Regions from separate parts of the Hordeum vulgare genome. Here region 1 is linked to region 2. Evidence: chromatin contacts called from public Hi-C data. All regions are on one chromosome and are shown on one strand. Each heading gives the region's core, a stretch centred on a gene start, on an enhancer-like site or on the middle of the called end of the contact. The rest is flanking DNA. Distances are from core to core; before and after follow the strand shown.

What was found. A called contact is a pair of places that touch in the nucleus more often than the background predicts.
Region 1: a Hi-C map of leaf shows a contact between it and region 2, with 2.9 times the contacts expected there. The contact joins the promoter of LOC123426905 here to the promoter of LOC123430371 in region 2. A contact is called at or near these places in 2 of 6 Hi-C or Micro-C datasets (both in leaf).

The regions. Positions count from the first base shown.
Region 1 is chr2H:510,548,548-510,551,773 of MorexV3_pseudomolecules_assembly, reverse strand. It overlaps LOC123426905 (glyceraldehyde-3-phosphate dehydrogenase A, chloroplastic), which reads right to left and starts at 1,742. Exons shown (of 4, transcript XM_045110813.1): 1 at 1,513-1,742; 2 at 1,292-1,399; 3 at 633-1,185; 4 at 1-545. The coding sequence starts at 1,554. The coding sequence ends at 43.
Region 2 is chr2H:510,330,289-510,333,415 of MorexV3_pseudomolecules_assembly, reverse strand. It overlaps LOC123430371 (extensin-like), which reads left to right and starts at 1,762. Exons shown (of 1, transcript XM_045114236.1): 1 at 1,762-2,868. The coding sequence starts at 2,035. The coding sequence ends at 2,595.

The DNA of each region.
Region 1 (3,226 bases), core at 493-2,992, 220 kb before region 2:
AGAGGAGTCACTTGACAGGGCAATGCCGCTGTGGGGGGGCGTTCACTTCCATTGGTTGGCGACGATGTCGGCGAGGTCGACGACCCTCTGGGAGTAACCCCACTCGTTGTCGTACCATGCAATGACCTTGACCATGTCGTCTCCCATGACCATGCTGAGCGACGCGTCGATGGTGGAGGAGACGTCGGAGCACCTGAAGTCGACGGACACGAGGGGCTCGTCGCAGACGTCGAGGATGCCCTTGAGCTCGTTGGCGGCGGCGTCGCGGAACGCCTGGTTCACCTCCTCGGCGAGGGTCTTCTTGGAGACCTGCACCACGAGGTCGACGACGGACACGTTGGGGGTGGGCACCCGGAGCGCGATCCCGTTGAGCTTGCCCTTGAGGTTGGGGAGCACCAGCGCCACGGCCTTGGCCGCGCCGGTGGAGGTCGGCACTATGTTGAGGGCGGCGGCGCGGGCACGGCGCAGGTCGCGGTGGCTCGCGTCGAGCAGCCTCTGGTCGCCGGTGTACGAGTGGGTTGTGGTCATGGTTCCCTTGATGATGCCTGCGCCATTGCCACCGCCGCCATTAGTCATCGTCAACAAGTTGATTCAGTTGAGAGAGAGAGAGAGGGAGGGAGACGGGCACGTACCGAACTTTTGGTCGAGGACCTTGACGAAGGGGGCGAGGCAGTTGGTGGTGCATGAGGCGTTGCTGATGATGGTGTCGGCGTGGGTGTAGAGGTCGGCGTTGACGCCGCAGACGTAGGTGGGGATGTCGCCCTTGCCGGGCGCGGTGATGAGCACCTTCTTGGCTCCGGCCTCGAGATGCTTGCCCGCGCCGGCGCGGTCGACGAAGACGCCGGTGCCCTCGATGACGAGGTCGATGCCCATCTCGCCCCACGGCAGGTTGGAGGGGTTGCGGTCGGACACGACCTTGATCACCTTGCCGTCGACGGAGATGGCGTTGTCGCCCACGGGCTTGACGTCCGCGTCGAAGATGCCCAGCGTGGAGTCGTACTTGAGGAGGTGGGACGCCTGCTTCACGCCTCCGGTGTCGTTGATGGCGATCACCTCCAGCGGCGAGCTGTCGCCGCGCCCGTGCCAGCACCGCAGGAAGTTGCGCCCGATGCGCCCGAACCCGTTGATCGCCACCTTGAGCTTCGCCTCCGTCGGCGCCTTCCGCGACCCGCCGCTCGTGCTCACCTGCAACCACCGTACCACGCGCCGCTCATGTCTCATGGCATGCGACCAAGCGAGCTACGTACTCCTAGGTGACAGCCACATTCCGCCCATCATATTCATATCATACCGCGTATGTCCTGAAGGAGACGGCGGACATGAAGTCGTCGGAGGTGGCATTCCGCCGGAGCGGCAGCGACGACGAGCTCCTCAGCCCGGAGAACTCCAGCATGCCCCCCTGGATCGACAGAGGATGCATGGCAGTCCAGTTACATAACCACCGCGCGTCACAAACATGGAAGAACTGTACTACTACGCAAGCATGGAATGGAAATGGAACACGAGCAATACCTGGAGTGGCGCCATGGCCGTGGAGAGCATGGGCGACGCCATGTCCAAAGGATCCGATCAGATAGGGGGGAAGATCAAGGACGGTGAGGCGGGCGTGGCTGTATATACGAGTTAGGGGATTGGAGCTTGTGGTGCACGCGGGGTGAGAATTGAGATCGTGAGGCCGGGATTGGGCGAGAGATGAGATTTTGGATAGCCCAATGTATGGCTGCCAGTGCCCGCCATCGCGGCTCCCACACTTCGCTATTCGGGTCGATATGTGGCTTTTCTCTCTTCTTCATTCATGTGACCCTTCCTTCGTCATGTGCCTGATCGCATATGGTTTCTTTTTCCATTTTTTTTCACGATTATTTGTTGCAATGTAGGAGTATTAAGTATGCACATCCCGTATGGTGGATTTACTGCTCGCTCGGCTGGATATTTTTGCGTTCCATTGTGTGGGTACCCAGGAATAAAATAAAGGGCATGCGCACTCTATTTTTTTCCTACCTAATCCAAATGTATCAAAATATGTCAAATGAGTAACATAAATAGCTCAATTGAAATCTCACAACCATTTAGTACATAAAATGTATTTCAAATGTGCCCAGTTACAATAGAAAAGACTTACATGAAAGTAACAGAAGTAGAAAATTACAACACTAGGTAACTCTACGTCGTTGCATTGTCATGAAAGCATCAACTATGTCATCTTCATTTACTTTCATGAACACATCTCGCTTAATAATTGTCACCAAACGATCATCACCCATACTAGTCCTTAATTTATTTTTCACTAGATTCATTGCAGAAAATACCCTTTCAACACTCGTTGTTGCCATCGGTAAAATCAATATCAATTTGATGAGTAAGTAGACCAAATCATAGAGAATATGATTCTTTGTTGCAACAAGTAAAATAGAGAGCTCACCAATATCATCTTGTCTCGTATCATCAATAAAAGTAGCAAGTTGAAATTCTAGCCTTATCAAATCCGTGCTTGATATGTCCATGGGATAGAATGGTTTGATCAATGACACCAAGATATACTTCTCTTTTATAACGATCATCATTTGTTTGAACTTCATTATACCAACGTGATATTCCATGATGCTCATAAGTACAATGTTGGAATCAGGCCTAGGGAAAATGGGGCTATAGCCCTAGGTGTAGTGACAATAGTCTTTGTAATACCTACTTACTAAGTACAAAAAATCTCTAAAATACACCACTGAAGCTAATTTGGCCCTAGACGTGAACCCATGCTAATTCTGCCCCTGCATAAGTATCCTCCCACAAAGGAACTTGAATGTCATGTTTCTGGCAAAATAGGGTTAGCTTTGCAAGAAATTCTTCCTAACCATGACACCTCATGTGTCGCATTCTACTCTTTGCCAAACTAACAAGTGCCACTGCATTAATAGTATCTTGATCTCTCTTTTGCAAAGATTTGGACAACTCATTTGTATAGCCAAGAATAACAAGCATCAAGTGAAGATTGAAAACAAAGTCAAATGATTCAATGGCTTGAGTAACTCCATGTATTCTTGTCCACTCACCTTTTGTGAAGGATCTTTTCCAATAGCATCAAGTACTTCAAGGATTGTGGAATATATGTTAACAACGTGCATAATGGTTTTAAAATAAGAACCCCGAGTATCGTTGGGTCTAGCTAGTCCCATCTCTTGATTTAGCCCACTTCCACTTTCAATCTCGCCCTTTTCAAGTGATTCAA
Region 2 (3,127 bases), core at 513-3,012:
TCTGCATAATAAAAATAAATTCTACTCACTAACAATATTTTATTAATCCATTCATTTGCTTGTGGATGATGATCTGCGGAGGGAGGGGGGGGGGGGCGGGGAGCTGCAATGTGTGTCGCGTTGGTCGTGCTTGAGCTCCTCCTCCTTGTGCTGCTCACTAACATGTTCCGTTCGCGCCATGGATCCGCAACAAAGGAAATCACACGAATAGAAATTGAGGTGAGGTGGGGAGGAGAGGGTGGGGCAAACAAGGAGGAGAGGACCAACCTGGGCCACACATGTGTTGGATTCAGTACCCTGTGACCTCACCGTCGCTGGTTGTGGCGAATCCTGGCAAAGAACAGGGGAGGCGTTCGAAAACCTAACCATAGGGGTGGGGAGAGGCCTTGAGCGTCTGATATGGCCGGGGGGAGGGAGGGTCGGACCTTGGAGGGCACGAGAGTGTGCATCCCGTAACCGGAGCTCGCCGGAACCGGACGGCATGGGTAGTGGCGTTGTCGAGGAGTTCGTGGGGGAGAGGGAGAGGGAGAGATGAGGGAGAGAGAGAGAGAGGGAATTTGTTTCTGTCCCATTTCTTTTTTTTTTCCTTTTCCCTCCTTTTCTTTAGATGCATGGGCGTGGGATGGATGTGGGGCACATCATCAATCTATGGCACAACTGTTTATGTGCGCTGAGCTTGTGACGGGTGATTTTCAAGGCCCGACATTGCTATTTGAGTTAGAAAGTAGTGACAAGTATTGCAGCATGCCACTCCTATTTTTTTAAAGATTTATCGTGAATTTAAAAAAAAAAATTACGGTGGACATTTATCGCCGCCTGCCACTGCTAACTCAACTACCAGTGACGGGTGTAATTTTGTGCCTCCCACAGGTAACATTTGTTCCATCACAAATCTGGAAAGATGTGAGTTTGCACCCACCACTCGTAAGCCAATAGTAGTGGCGGACGGATTTTGAAGCCCGCCACTGCTAATAGCAGTGGCGGGTACTATACTGCGCCCGCCACTGATTTGAGATCATCTATAAGCCCTTTTCAAGTAGCGGACGAGTGCTGAAGCGGGAAAGAGGACATTGATGGGCTCAGGTTGGCAATGTGGAGAGGGAGGAGGTGGATGGGATAGGTTTAGGGGAGCGACTTTAAAAGCCGGATTTGACCTCGGGTGGCAAGTCGGACCGACGCCACACGATGTTCACACACACCCCCTCCACCAGAGGAGGCGTCCGTCAGACTGCTAGGTTTTCGGACGATTCTGCGTATGTCCACGCTGTGAGGCTGACACGATGGGCGTGTCGTGGCACCCCCATATTTGACTCATATTTGGACTGAATATGAGGGCTCTCGGTCAACCCGGACGTTTGAGATCCGTTTAGGGCATTCGTGTGGGTCGATTTATCGTAATTGATCAGTGATTGGGGCGCTTATCCAGACATTTGAGATGGATTTGAGATGTACGAGTGTAGATGCTCTTACACCACACACATGATTCTTCTCTTATGAAAGAAAATACATTATTTTTTTCTTTTTTCTTTCTCAAAAAGAAGTGCACCCATTTTCTCCACTGGTTCGTTTTCCTTTTCTTTAAATATCTTCATGTACTTCATCCCTTAAAAAAGGGAAACGGTAGTAGGTGGGTTCTTCATGGCAGCAGGAGAAAATGGAATACATAGCGAGAGGATGGCTCTGCCGTGAACCCAGGTTTTCACCTCATTAGTGCTGTGCTTGTTCCAAAGCAGACGTATAGATGGACGACGGATCATGGATGGGGGTGGTTCCTTGAGAGGAGCACCCACCCTGCACTGCAGCCTGCAGCCTGCAGGGGTCAACCGATCTGCCTGGGCAGCCCCACTGTTTCACCCAGGGTAAAATCTGGACCGTTCTCCCCTTCGATCGGGCGGTGTCCCTCGTCTGAGCTCCAGTACATAGAGCAGAGGACCTCCGCTGCCGCTGTTTACTGCCTACACACGTACACACACACACACACGAGCACACCTTCCAGCACAGTGCCAGCCACCGGAGAGAGAGGGAGCAGCAGCCATGCGGTGGTGCTACGTGGGGAAGGCGACCAAGATCTTCTTCGCCGTCGTGGCCGCGCTCGCCGTCGTCGGTCTCATCGTTGCCGTCGGCGCCGTCGTCCACCGCGCCAAGTCCAGCCGCAACTCCGGCGCCGCCTGCGCCACCGCCGCCGAAGGGTGTCAGCCAGTCCCCCCCGGGACCGCCAGCCAACAGCCGTCCATGCCTTTCACCGCGGCCACCGCTCCGCCGCCGCCGCCCAATCCCACCTTTCCTGCCCCAGAAACCCCCTTGCCGCCGCCGCAGCAGCCGCTGGTGCCCCCTCTGCAGCCGCCGCCAGCACCAATTGCGTCGCCCTCGCCGCCCACATTTGCGTCCCCGCCGCCCCCGGACGTGCTGGTGCCGCCGCCACCGGCAATTGCTCCACCGGCGCCGGAATCTGCGTCACAGCCGCCTCCGGCTGCGTTGGCACCGCCGCCGGCGTTCGCGTCACAGCCGCCTCCGGTCGCGCTGGTGCCGCCACCGCCGGAGTTGCTGCCTGCCCCGCCGCCGGCCCCGGATGCGCCGAGTCCGACGGCGTCCTGACGGCATGTCGCCGATCCTTGACTATTGATGACTCGATCTCAGAGCAGATTCAGCTTGTAGTGCAGTGATTCAGGTTCAAGACATGGGATTAGTCTGCCGTTTTTGTTTTCAATTGCCGGATCGTACATCGAGGTTTCATCGATTCAAGCCGCATCTTGTTCTTTGTAATTCTGATTCTTGTCTACTCTCTGCTGACCTGACACTGACAGTCGTGTGCTCCTCCATTGAACATCATTTCTTGATGGAATCAGTGCTCTTATATTTGGGTGCCAATTGAATTGACCACCTTGGAGTTGGTCGCCGAGACGAGGACTGCTCTGTGACTCACTTTGACCATCCCTGATTTTGGGCATCACTGTTAATTAGTTCTTCACAACTTCAATTATTTAGGTACGGAGGAAGTAGAAATCATTGCAAAACAAGAAAACGGTCAGATATTGCTATGAGAAAACCAGGTGCATTCAACAAACATCCGACATCCTTGTCTACTCTACTCTCCTTCTGTTCAACAAAAGGAAAAAAATACTGCACT